Regions from separate parts of the Mus musculus genome. Here all the other regions are linked to region 1. A link is a contact called in public promoter capture Hi-C data. All regions are on one chromosome and are shown on one strand. The core of a region is the stretch at or near the end of the contact, and the rest is flanking DNA. Distances in the headings are between cores, read along the strand shown. Region 1 holds the start of Col8a2 (collagen, type VIII, alpha 2). Region 2 holds the start of Ago4 (argonaute RISC catalytic subunit 4). Region 3 holds the start of Mrps15 (mitochondrial ribosomal protein S15). Region 4 overlaps Ago1 (argonaute RISC catalytic subunit 1).

The links. Promoter capture Hi-C pulls out the DNA fragments that hold promoters and counts their contacts. Capture Hi-C pulls out chosen DNA fragments and counts their contacts.
Region 2: a promoter capture Hi-C map of embryonic stem cells shows a contact between it and region 1. The contact joins the promoter of Ago4 here to the promoter of Col8a2 in region 1. A contact is called at or near these places in 3 of 39 promoter capture datasets (all in embryonic stem cells), 1 of 115 datasets of contacts at active chromatin or transcription factors (embryonic stem cells) and 1 of 9 other capture datasets (liver).
Region 3: a promoter capture Hi-C map of adipose tissue shows a contact between it and region 1. The contact joins the promoter of Mrps15 here to the promoter of Col8a2 in region 1. A contact is called at or near these places in 4 of 39 promoter capture datasets (the 3T3-L1 cell line, embryonic stem cells, erythroid cells and 1 more), 4 of 115 datasets of contacts at active chromatin or transcription factors (the SCID.adh cell line, embryonic hindbrain, embryonic stem cells and 1 more) and 3 of 9 other capture datasets (adipose tissue, liver and pancreatic islet).
Region 4: a promoter capture Hi-C map of macrophages shows a contact between it and region 1, with 5 read pairs. The contact joins the enhancer-like site here to the promoter of Col8a2 in region 1. A contact is called at or near these places in 2 of 39 promoter capture datasets (hippocampal neurons and macrophages), 1 of 15 datasets of contacts at CTCF or cohesin (the NIH/3T3 cell line), 3 of 484 Hi-C or Micro-C datasets (the G1E-ER4 cell line, bone marrow-derived macrophages and uterus) and 3 of 9 other capture datasets (adipose tissue, liver and pancreatic islet).

The regions. Positions count from the first base shown.
Region 1 is chr4:126,285,186-126,288,233 of GRCm38.p6, reverse strand. Col8a2 (collagen, type VIII, alpha 2) reads right to left here and starts at 1,440. Exons shown (of 4, transcript NM_199473.2): 1 at 1,304-1,440.
Region 2 is chr4:126,531,832-126,534,879 of GRCm38.p6, reverse strand. Ago4 (argonaute RISC catalytic subunit 4) reads left to right here and starts at 1,422. Exons shown (of 18, transcript NM_153177.3): 1 at 1,422-1,695. The coding sequence starts at 1,677.
Region 3 is chr4:126,045,458-126,048,505 of GRCm38.p6, reverse strand. It overlaps Mrps15 (mitochondrial ribosomal protein S15), which reads right to left and starts at 1,578. Exons shown (of 8, transcript NM_025544.2): 1 at 1,307-1,578; 2 at 1,028-1,072. The coding sequence starts at 1,436.
Region 4 is chr4:126,436,405-126,439,452 of GRCm38.p6, reverse strand. Ago1 (argonaute RISC catalytic subunit 1) reads left to right here. Exons shown (of 19, transcript NM_153403.3): 19 at 1-3,048. Among named protein-coding and RNA genes, the nearest start is that of Ago3, 8.4 kb to the right of the region's middle. Within about 2 kb of position 1,417, at least 27 of the 459 cell types and tissues checked have an H3K27ac peak or open chromatin away from gene starts, as enhancers often do. A contact at or near this core is called in adipose tissue, bone marrow-derived macrophages and macrophages, where this site is marked.

The sequences.
Region 1 (3,048 bases), core at 191-2,690:
CTATCCTGTGGAAGTATGTCTGGCTGGACCACATGGGGGCTTGCTGTGTGTCTGTTGGAGACCGCGTGTGCACATGCGTGTCATTGCTTTAGCGTTTGTGGTAAGAGTGTGGTCCTGTGTGTCTAATGAGTCTTTCCTCAGTGTGTGATTATATGTGAGTCTCAGTGGGAGGGAGCGCGGCTGTATGTGACTTATCTTTTTAGAGGGCTCTGTGTATCCATGTCTCCATCTGTATTCATCAGATCAAGGGGAGGCCAGACTCCCCACCAAGACCACCAGCTCTCTTTGTGACCCCCCCCCCCCACACACACACACTCCTCCCCGGCGGGGGTGGATCCCTTTGCTCAGGCCAGTGAGGATCCGCTATCCCTACTGAGAGACCCTATCTGCACACCCTCCAGCATCTCTGTCCTCCCCGCCCCCAGCTTCCATGGCAGGCAAGTGAAGGAAGACTTCTGGGCTGGCAGGGTACCCTGAAAGGTCAGATGCATTTCTGTGTGAGGAGTCTAGGCTGTTCTCCCGGACAAAGTGTTTCTAGCAGATATGCGCGAGTGTACACACACACACACACACACACACACACACACACACACACTCCAAGCAAACTCAGATCCCTCCCTCCTGGGTGCAACTCCAGAGGTCTTCTGGCTGATAGCTGTTCTCTATCTCAGAGCCTCCTGGGCTCAGTGTGGGGGAGACACCGGAAAGCTATTCCAAGGACCTGGGACCCCAGCCACTTTTGGTCAGACACAACCTCCTCAGTCCCTACAAGTCTCAATGGGCGTGGGGGTGCAGAGCCTCTGGCAGAAACATTCCTCAGAGCCTGTCTTCAGTGTCGGTAGATGTTGCCAGGTTACTCCAAATAGAAAGAACTTGGGGGTAGAGACAGAAAACCAAGTAACTTGGAGGTCGCAGGAGAATCAGAAATGGCAGAAAGATGGGGAGAGAAGGTAAGGTAGACGTTGATGCTCCCTTCACCTCCCCTTCTCTCCTCAACCTCACCTCGAAGGCAATTTTGCTATTCCCGTTTTTTTACAGGTGAAGCGAAGTAACATACCCGGAGCCACTGTCCAGTGTTGGAGAGGGAGGAAAGGGAGGAAACAGGGAGCTCTATCTTCGTTACGTCCAGGGGACGGGTGAGCACCCCCTCATCCTCCGGCCACCCCCCAGCGCTAGTCGCCTCCAGGTCCTGTCCTCGCACTGGGGCCTGAGGCACAGCGCCCCGTCGGGGCTGGACACCTGGCTGCATCCGGCCCTCGGGGCCCCCACCAGCCCAAAACCCCGCAATGCTGCCCGCCTTTACCTGCAGGGCGGCCTCCGGGCGGCGCTCCGGCGCTCGAGGGCGACCCGGATGGCGCAGGCTCGGGGCCAGGGCGTCGTCGGGGTCCGCACCGCCAGAACTCCGCGTCGCTCTGCCCGCTGCCCCGCTGCCCCGCGCCCCGGCCGAGTGGGCGGGCGGCGGGAGGGGCGCGGTGGGGCGGGGCCTCCGCCTTGCTCTTTCCACAGCCACAGCCAAGGGTGCGCGCCCCGCCCGTCCGCAGCGCAGCGGGCTAGCAGCCTCTGAGCTCCGCGGACCCCTGCCCTAGACGGCTGCAGGAGACAACGGCGCTGCAAAGAGGGTGGGGCGCACGGAGTGGTCCATGGGGCACTATTCATAAGGAATCCACATAAGACTCAAGACTCCCCCGACACGGTGACCTAGGTTGAGCTAGGAGGACTCAGCGGGAAGGAAAGGAGGTCTTGAGGGTCTGGTGAGCTGAGCTGGTGTAGTGAACACAGGCAGGCAAGGGCCTTACTGAAGTTGGTTAGATGTTACCTTCAGGGAAATGGGGAGCCATGGAGATCTCTGGAGTGACCAGATCTGTACTTTGAAAGAGCCAGGTCGCTGCTGCACAGGTAACAGAGAGGGCCACGGGGAGTCCTGGGATGGTCCAAACATTTAGACATGCATTTTGGAAGGAAGGTCATCCCAGAGAGGAGCTGCAGCAATGAAATGGACAGGATTTGGGGGCTGGGGAGAGGCGTCTTAAAAGAGGGGAGGGAGAGACACATGCCTTTCATCCCTTTCATCCCAGCACTCAGGAGGCAGAGGCAGGCAGATCTCTGAGTTCTAAGCCAGCTATGGTCTATATTAGTGAGTTCTAGGAAAGCCAAGACTACATAGATCTTGTGTGCTGGCTAGTTTTATGTCAACTTGACACAAACTAGAGTTATGTGACAGGAGGGAACCTCAATTGAAAAAAAATGCCTCCATAAAATCCAACTGCAAGGCATTTTCTTAGTTAGTGATTCGTGATGGAGGACCCAACCCATTTTTGGTGGAGACCATCCCTGGGCTGGTGGTCTTGAGTTCTATATGAAAGCAGGCAGAAACCAGTGGTGGTGGTACCAGCAGCGGCAGCTGCACTGGCACATGCCTTTAATCTCAGCACTAAGGAGGCTGGAGCAGGTAGATCTCTGTGAGTTCAAGGCCAGCCTGGTCCACAGAGTTCCAAGATAGACAGGATTACACAGAGAAACCCTGTCTAGTAAAACAAACATAAAAGGAGGAGGAGGAGGAGGAGGAGGAGGAGGAGAAGAAGAAGAAGAAGAAGAAGAAGAAGAAGAAGAAGAAGAAGAAGAAGAAGAAGAAGAAGAAAAGAGAAGAGAAAAGAAAAGAAAAAGAAAGGAAGGAAGGAAGGAAGGAAGGAAGGAAGGAAGGAAGGAAGAAAGAAAGAAAGAAAGAAAGAAAGAAAGAAAGAAAGAAAGAAAGAAAGAAAGAAAGAAAGAAAGAAAACATCATGAGCAAACCTTAGGGAGTGGGGGCCGGGCGTGGTGGCACACGCCTTTAATCTCAGCACTTGGGAGGCAGAGGCAGGCAGATTTCTGAGTTCGAGGCCAGCCTGGTCTACAGAGTGAGTTCCAGGACAGCTAGAGCTACACAGAGAAACCCTGTCACGAAAAACCAACCAACCAAACAAACAAAAAAACAACCACCACCACCAACAAAACCAAACCATAGGGAGCAAACCAGTAAAGTAAGCAGTACCCCCCGTGGCTTCTGCATCA
Region 2 (3,048 bases), core at 173-2,672, 250 kb before region 1:
TATGTGTGTGTATGTACAGTGAGCTCCAGTGATCTGCCTGTCTTTGTCTCCTCTGTCTCACTCTGCAGTCCTGGCTGTCCTAGAAGTCACTACATAAGTAAACCGAATTGGCTCTGAACTGCCTCAGTCTCCCTAGTGCTGAGATTAAAGGCTACACTGGGCTGGAGTCTCTTAAAACATGGATTGCCTTAAATTCTTTGGTAGCAAAGGCTGGCCTTGAACTCTCCAACTTCCTACTCAGGCTGTCAATGTTATAAAGTACCTTTACCCACTGAGCCATCTTCCTTATAAGAAAAAGAAGTTGGGGGCTGTAGAGATGGCTTTAGTGGTTAAGGGTACCTCATACTCTTGCAGAGGCCCCAGGTTTGATTCTCAGCCCCTACACAGCTTACATTATCTGTAATCCTGTTTCGAGGGGATTCGATTTGGTCTTCTGGTCTCCGGAGGCACCAGGCACAAACACATGCATGCAGGCAAAAAATACTCATACACATAAATTAATTAAAACCAACCAAACAAAAAGGAGCGGTTTGAATAGAAGTTACCATGGGAAGACCGTGTGATAGCACAAGAAGATAGATTTCTACAACCGAAGGAGAAAAATCACACCCCCTGCCCCAACTCGCCTTGATTTTATTAGACTGTCGGTGTGCAAAACTGAGAGAAAACGCATTTCTATTGCACTAAGCTGAGGTACCCAATGGTGGGCCCCAGCAAACTAGAATGAGAGTGTTGTGCCTTTTTAACTAATAGACTGCCGTTGCCCGTTTAGTTGACCAGACAGCCTATGGTCCTGTCTTAACTGGAAGTCCTGAATGGAAACTTTAAGGACACTTGACTCGCTGAGCTACCTGCTGCCTTGGTGACATGTTGACCAGTCTTGGGACCCAGAACAGAACCTGCTTTCCCTGCACAGGGAAGGAAGGTGACTGGATATGTGGTGTCCGGGGTGAGGGTGGGGGTGGAGTAGGAGGAATGACTGAAGGTGACTGAAGGACCGATTGTGCCTGAAGTGTCCAGGGGTCATCTCTGGTGGTGGTGGAGCGATGGAGGACAGGTTCCTAAGGTGAGTCTCAGGACGAAGTGGAGGGCTGCTGCCTGTGGGTCATCAAGGACTGGAATCCAGCTCTTTCGATGGCGACTTGGAGGAAGGTTGCCAGAATGGGGACCGGCGGAGCGGCGTGCGGGACCGCAGGCGAGCGGGCCCGCTGGTGGAAGGGCGGGCGGGCGCGCGCCTGACGCGTCCTCTGGGCTCGGCCCCCCGGGCGCGCGCCCGTCCCTGCCGCACCCCGCCCCCTGCCTCGGTCAGGCTCGCTGGACCCCGCGCGTGCGGGGCCGCGCACGCCCCCTTCGCTAGCCGGGACCCGGGACCGCAGGCGCCTGGCGCCCCCGCCCCGCCCGGCGGGCGCGCGCCGCCTCCCGCTCCCGTTCCAGCTGGCGGCGGCGGCGGCAGCGGCCGGGATTGTTTTTGTTGTCGCTGAGGCCGGAAGAGCCGTGACAGAGTCGGGTCCCTGTCCCCGGACTGGGCGCCGCCGCCGCCCCCTGCCCGCCCCCGGCCCGCGTCTTCGCGGCGCCGCTTCAGCGCCAATATTCCAGAGAGCAAGCGTTACGCGGCTCCGGCGGGGCCCGGAGCGGGAGGCGCTGGGGACCGGAGCGAGGCGGCCCCCGTCGCCGCCATGGAGGCGCTGGGACCCGGTGAGGAGCGCGCTCGGACCAGGGTCAGACCTGGGGCTCGGGAGGGCAGACAGACCGGCGGAAGGGACTGTCGCTGCCCGACCGCCGCTCGCGGACCCGGCTGCCGGCTGCCAGGCCCCGGGAAGGAAGGGGTCCCATGCCCTCGTCCCTGGGGGGCGGGGACCACGCCCCAGCTGAAGACTCTAGGTCTATTCGGGACCCGTCTAAGGGAGGGAGGCTCAAGAGGTGACCCGAGTTCCCCGGGGTAGGGCAGACCTGTTCGGACCTTAGATCTCTGTCCACGGTCGCCGCGAGGCTAGTTGGGGCCTCAAATGGGACCGTGTGTCTGGGGCACGCCGAGGCCCGGCCCAAACCTGGAAGGCCTTCTACCTTCTGTCAAGGGTTTTCTTGGTGTGGGGCAGAATCCCTGTTTTCTTTTGCACTGGCATCTGGTTCCTCAGATGAGGAGGAGAGACCCACTCACTCATGTCCCTGAAAGCCAAAGGGAGAAATGTCCGTTCTTTTTCCAAAACTCTGAAGTTTGGTATCTGTCAGTTTGTCAGTCCCAGAGTGCTCTGGAATGACAATCCAATACTCTCCAGCAAGGGCATCAATGCCCTGCCTTCCCTTTTAATTGGGTTATCAGAGGCTGTTAAAATCAAACGAAAAAGTGTTTTTGAAACTGTGATTCTTTGCTGGTTATGGGTGGCCCCTGGTTCTCTCGCTCTCTGCTCCAACCCAAGGAAGCTTTCCAAACTCTCACGAATACTCTTCGTTTGGAGCCTTGTGCTCCTGTCTCAAGCCCTACAACAGGTTGCTAATGGCTTGGCTAAGTAGGGCAAGGTTTAGGGGCAGTGATGGAATTAGTTTTCATATTCAAACCTTGTCTACATAGTAGACTTAGTTGTATGTTTTTAAAATTCATAGAAAATTAGGTTTATTGTTTGCATTTGGAAATTTTGCAGGTTTGTTAACTTGGAACATATTTACATAACTGAGCGATTAAATCCTATCTTTATTTGCTGCTTAAGGTTTTCTTAAAAAGCCCACATAGTCAAATGTCATAAGCCTTCAAAAAATAAATCGGCTTAGCTGGGCATGGTGGCATATGCTCATAATGCAAACAGTTCTGGGGTGGAGGCAGGGAGCTCCAGAGTTCAAGGCCAGTCTCAGTTACAAAGTGAGTTTGAGGTAGGCCTGGGCTACTTGAGACCCTGATTATAAAATAAACAAACAGGTTTGAGCCTGCTGTAGTGGTGCATACTTATAATCTCAGCATTTGGAAGGCTGAGGAGGAGTAAGAGTTTGAAGATAGTTTGGACTACATAGACTGTTTCTAAAGGGAAAAAACCACATTGGTTTGTTACAGATTGT
Region 3 (3,048 bases), core at 329-2,828, 240 kb after region 1:
TTCTCTTTTGCAAGCCTTGTGGGCACCTGCATGTTGCATGCTGCAAACAAGGGGCCTTTCTCAAGACATCCACTGTGCCTGCAACACAAACCGACTTGGCTCTACAGTTATCAGATTCCTCACTGGGATCGGTTCTCCCGTGGACAGGAGTGAGTTTGGCTTCTCTTTAACTCCTCGATTCCCCAGCCTAGTCCATAGTCTAGTCTAGAAGTAGCACTTTAACAAAGCTTGCTGGTTGACCACATGAATGAAGTACAGGGTGAGAGGAAGTGCTGCTAGCTTTAAGGGAATGTCAATAGCCAGTTCGCATCACTAAAAGCTCGGCTTCTGTGTGTGCATTCCTACTATGTCACTGGAAGTGAGGTTGAAGCCTGTAGTCCAACCCAGTCCAGCGCAACCAAGATAATCTATCCTCTCAAGCCAGACTCTGTCCTGCCACTATGCAAAGGACACTAGAAGCAATAAAGACTATGATATCACAGTTTATTGTGCACGGGGTTAAGGGTGCTTTTCATACCGCTGCCATGATTGAATCCTATTAACTGTGTTCCAATGGATCCTTTGACACTCATTTCAGCGCTGGTTCACAAAAAAAGCAAACTTGCCTCAAATAGTATGTGTTTGTTAGAGGGCCCTAAGGCATGCTAACTTAGGATGGGAAACTTCATCCTTCCTCTCAGAATAGCAGATAAAAAGTGTTACATTCCTAGAATTGTAACTCTTGCTAGTGTTGCCAGCCACACACTCATTGGGTCCAGCCAAGCTGGACTGGGTTGGACCTCGGGCTTCGACCTCACTCTCATCTGACACAGTAGGGATGCACACAACGAGGCGGAGCTTTTGGTGATCTGTATTGTCAAATGAGTGAGTGCTTTCACGCGAAAGCTCTTACTTCTACCTTCTCGTGCACCCCTAAACAATGAATGTGGGGGGGTCTTGGCCTGTCCCTTTGCGCGCCACCTCTGTTCCCTTGTCCACCCCAAGCCTTCCAGGCGGCCTCAAGTCTCAACAACCCAAGTCCTCGTACCTGGTTTCTGGACGGCGGCGTATGCTCGCGCGGCGCGCAGTAGACCTACGCAGAATAGAAAGGGCTGAGACTCTGCCATACACAGCCCCTCATGTCCCTTCTCCCACGAACTGTAGGCACCTGCACCTAACTACCGCCTCACTTCCCTATCTCCCTCCTCATCACCCCTTCCCTAGCCATCACCCTCTTTCTCATCCTGTCACTGCCTTTCTCGGGTCTCCGGGTGCCTGGTCTCCTCCATCTTCGCCCAGTCCCTTGGGACCCAGCTCGGCGGCTCACTCGGAGGCTGCAGGCCACAGCGCGCAGAGAGCAGACTGGCGCTACTTCCGCCCCTCAGCGCAGGGACTGGGGCCCGTGTCACCGCCTGGGCACGAACAGAGCTCAGCGCACGCCACGCGGCCCGCAGCATGTTGACTCCCGACTCGACGGGGGGCCCGCACCGCCACTGCCCGCTCCGCGGTGGATCCAGGTTACATGGGCGCAGCCATGACGGTTCGGGCTCGACCAATCGAGGTGAGAGCGCGACAAGAGCTGCCGAGGGCTGAGCGAATGGATCGGTTCCGGATTGTCAGGGAGCTGGGGCGGAGCCCAGGAATTTGGCCTGGTGGGCGGGCCTGTTTCTACGCTTACAGGCCCGGAGCACTGTGTGAACGCTATAATGTCACCTATTGACCTTGCATCCGGCCTAATCACTTTCTAAATTCCTTATGTTCCTGACCTGGTCCTCAGTTCTCAACCTGTTGGTCAAGACACATGGGGGGTGAAGGTTGTTGAGCGACCTATTCATAGGGGTCACACATCAGATATCTTGCATATCAGATATTTATATCACAATTCATAATAGTAGCAAAATTGCAGTTATGAACTAGCAACGGAAATAATTTTATTAGAGGTCTTCACAACATGAAGAACTGTATTAAAGTATCTCTGCATTAGGAAGGTTGAGAACCATTGCCTGGGGCTGGAGAAATGGCTCAGCGGTTAAGAGCACTGACTGCTCTTCCTAAGGTCCTGAGTTCAAATCCCAGCAACCACATGGTGGCTCATAACCACCTGTAATGGGATCTGATGCCCTGTTCTGGAGTGTCTGAAGACAGCTACAGTGTACTTACATATAACAATAAATAAATCTAAAAAAAAAAAAAGACTCACAACCATCTGTTCAGCTACAGTGTACTCATATACATAAAATAAAATAAATCTTTAATTAAAAAAAAAAAAGAGAACCATTGTCTTAGGTCCTAGTTATTTTAGGGCTTCTGTGGGACTCTCCTTACCTTCTCCAGAGGCTAATATTCTTTCTTGGCCCTCCTCCAGACACCGGGGCCCTGTAAGAACCCTCAGGTTCTAGCCTTCTTTCGTTGGCTTGTATCTCAGTGACTAAGGATAGAGTTTTTGGTAGGGTACTGAGCCATTACTATGAGACCCTGTGGGCAAAGTCTACCTTTATGGGCTGCAGTGTTCTCAAAACATCAAATGAGATTGGTAGCAATGTCTTTTACATTGTTCAGCCTATAGACCGAAGCAGCTGTATACAAAACACATGTTTAAATAGTCAGTATTCGGTACTCAGCTGTGGTAAAACTGAAATGAGGGATGCAAGGGCAAATATAAAGGAAAAGTAGTGGGGAGGGTAAAGAGAGGGGCAAGGAAAGAACACACCATCCCAAGCCTGAGATCAGGGCCGGGGAAAGTAGACCCAAGACAGGCAAGGCTTTTGTGGAAAGGTCTCCATTAGCACAGGGAATAATCCTGACAAATGTGGTTACATGAAACTCAAATGACATTAGGCAACTGAAGATGTGGTTTGGTTAGCAGAGTCCCTGCCTAGAATGCACAGTCCTGGGTTGGATTCCCAGTGGTACGTAAAAACTGGGTGTAGTGGCATATGCCTGTGACCCCAGGACTTTGGAATGGAAGGCAAGAGGATTAAAAGTTGTTCGAGGTCATCCTTGGTTGCATAGCTGGTTTGAGCCCAGACTGGGCTACATAAGACCCTGTCTCAAAAAGGGGAGGGGCAG
Region 4 (3,048 bases), core at 168-2,667, 150 kb before region 1:
GGAGCTGTACCACCCAAATCCAGAGGAAGCAAGGCAGAGGGAGGTGGGGTCGGAAGGAGTATAGGAGGCCTTGTTTCTATCTACAGAGGGGGTATAAGGGTGGGAAGAGGACCAGCAAGACAGACTACCAGCCAGAAATCACTGATAGCAACCTCATTGTCCTCAACCCCTCTCCCCATCTTGTCATATCCGACCCCCTTGGACCAAAAGGGGCATCACTAGTACCCACCATACACACAGTTGTCTCATGTGACTCACAGTGCTAAAGACTCATGCTCAACAGCCTGCTAGGGTCAGCTCTGCAGCCCTGTGGTCAAATGCTGGTATGTTTGGGTTTGCTATTCTAGATGAGAAAGTGGGTGGGAAGAGGGCAGGAATTTTTAGGAGCCTTAATCAGAAAAGGTCTAGATTTGTTTAAGAAAAAGGAAAACAGACTCAGATCAATATTTTAGGATACTAGATGTTTTCATGGGTTCAGAATCCACTTTGTAGGAAGATTTTTAATGCTAATGGTTTGGGTTGCTCCTCCCCAGCTGCCATCCCCTCCCATCATTCCTCTCCACATTCTCTACCCCATGCACCTTTTCCCTGACAGACATCCAGCCCTCGTAACACTTAAGGCACTATGGCACTTAGCTCTGAGGTGACATGACCCTGTCTTCCTTCCGCCTGCTGGTGGGTAACCAGTGCCTTCCCGCAACGGTAATGCTGCAGAACTGCAACCTTTTGTACCTTTCTCTGTGGGGTGGGGTGTGGGTGGGAAAGGAGGGAGGGAGGGAGGGCAGAAATAGCCCAATGCCAGCGAGCCTCCAGCCAGAATGCCAGCTAATTTTCATTTGAAGGAATTGACTTCCATAATCATTGAGCTTTTAAAAAAAGGTCACAACCTCAAGATGGTTAAAATCCATTGACATTTGCACTTTCAGACGTGACAAGTCTCCGAGCTGCTGAGATGACTGGCCCTTGGCCTTTCCCCTTTAGCTTCCTCTTTTCCCTGGCCCCACCACCACCCTGCCAGATCTAGAGTTACTGTCATAGTATTTCTCATTCTTGGCTTTTTTACCCCTGATGGTAAAGTCTCGTTTCAATATTTCTTAACTGGGGTGTCTTACAGCAGAAGATCGTAAGGACTAAAATAAGAAAACAAAAAATCTAAAGGTTATTTTTATACCATAACTTGAGTCTATTGCCAAAATCTGGAAATTCCCTCCCATACCTGATGAGTCTGCATTCCAGAAACATGGAGCCGTAAGAGGGAACTGTGGAACTGACTTGTGTTCTGGCCTAGCTAAGTAGGGGGTGGTTGTCTCCCCAAGGTGGGGCTCAGCCTCTGTCCTTCCTCTGTGCAGACAAAGCCTTGTTCTCGAGACAGCCTCCCTCCAGGGCGCTGTCCTGCCCTCTTCCCTGTAAGTGCATCTTCCCCTTTTCTGGACTGGACTGTCCTTTGATCCCTGACTAACCGAGACTCTAGCACGTCCTCTGGACAGGCTGGGGAATTTTGCTGCTCCCATTTGCTTCTGTTTACACAAATGAAATTTTCCTGTTTCTCACTAGGGCATGTGAGTGGGTGGCATGGGCTTTTCTTTTTCTACCCCTCTCTTGAGGTTCTGGGGTTCAGCTAGCTGTCTTGCAGGACTGGAAAAGAAGTGGGTTCTAGCTTTGTCTTTGCTGACCTTGAAGCAAGGCCCCCTCTTTCCTTGACCATTCTTTTTTCTTCCTGCATTATTGCTTGGGATGGGAAATTTGAACCTCCGTGTACAGGTTCCCCTTCTGAGGAGCCTGAGCTTAGGATTGCCCTACTCTGGCGATGAAGCCATGATATGTTAGCTCTAGCCCAGGCTTAGAGGCCCGCTGGAGAAAGGAAGATCTGAACCCTGGCCTATGGAGTCAAAACCTTTCCCCAAGAGCCCATGTATAGACCCAGATTTGCTATGCAAATAGTCCAGATTCAGTTATGGCTGGCTACATTATTCAGTAACTTCCCAACAGGTAGCACAAATATTCCTTATGGAAAAAGCCCAGGACTGTTCAGTAGTTCCTCCTGTACTTTTCTGCTGGCTACAGTATGGAGTGCCCCATGGGCACAGGCCCAGCCGGAGAACAGAACGGAGGGCTCTGGGAAGAGGCAGCTCACTGGAGAGCCTACATTCCTTACACAAGTGCCTAAACAGAGTGATGCCAACACTCCATCTGCCCTGTCCATCGCCTTCATAGACAGTCTACTTCGTGTTCCATCACCCTTTGGGGAGGGAGCTCTTTGCAGACAGTGTGTTGTCAACTTGGGTACATTTGGGGGCTTGGATTAAGGGCACTACTCCAGGAGGGTCCAATCATTCACCAGCATTTGCAGATGCCCATAGGGAACAGGTGGCTGTCACAACTCCCAGCAACAAGATTTTGTTTTCTCCTTTTTCTTTGCCTCACTCTCTCCAGTTGGGTTTTAAGCTAGAATGAAAAGCAGTTTCGGTCCTTTGGTATTTATGTGCCATTCATGAAATAAAAGCAAGAGAATGCTGGGCACGATGGCCCATGTCTGTAATTCTGTTATCTCAGCACTAAGGCTGAAGCAGAAGATTTGCAAGTTCAGGGTCCACCTGGGCTACTCAGTGAATTCCAGGCCAGTGTGCACTATGTAGCAAGACCATGTCTCCATAAAAAAGACCAAGAAAAATGACTTGGGTGACAGATCTTGCTGTGATTTTAAATAATTCTTTGAGACTTAACTACTGACCATGTGGGTTCTTCTCATTTAAAGGCAGTATGCACACATTACAAACAGTGTTGCCAAGCCTCAGCTTGTTTGGATTTGGTTTAAGTGGTGCATTGTACCGAGCTCTGGGAGGATTCCAGCCTCATCTTAGACAGCTCTTTCTCCTCCCCCAACTCCCTCCCATGCCTCCACCCCACCCCCACTGTTCGGCTTTCCCTTTCCTCTTCTGGCCTTCCCTGGCTTCCTTTTCCTTCTCCCTCTTCCCTCAGCTTGCTTGCTGGCTGGCCTGCCTGCCTGTCTGCCTGTGTGATAATGAATTCTCTGCATGGCTGCAATGA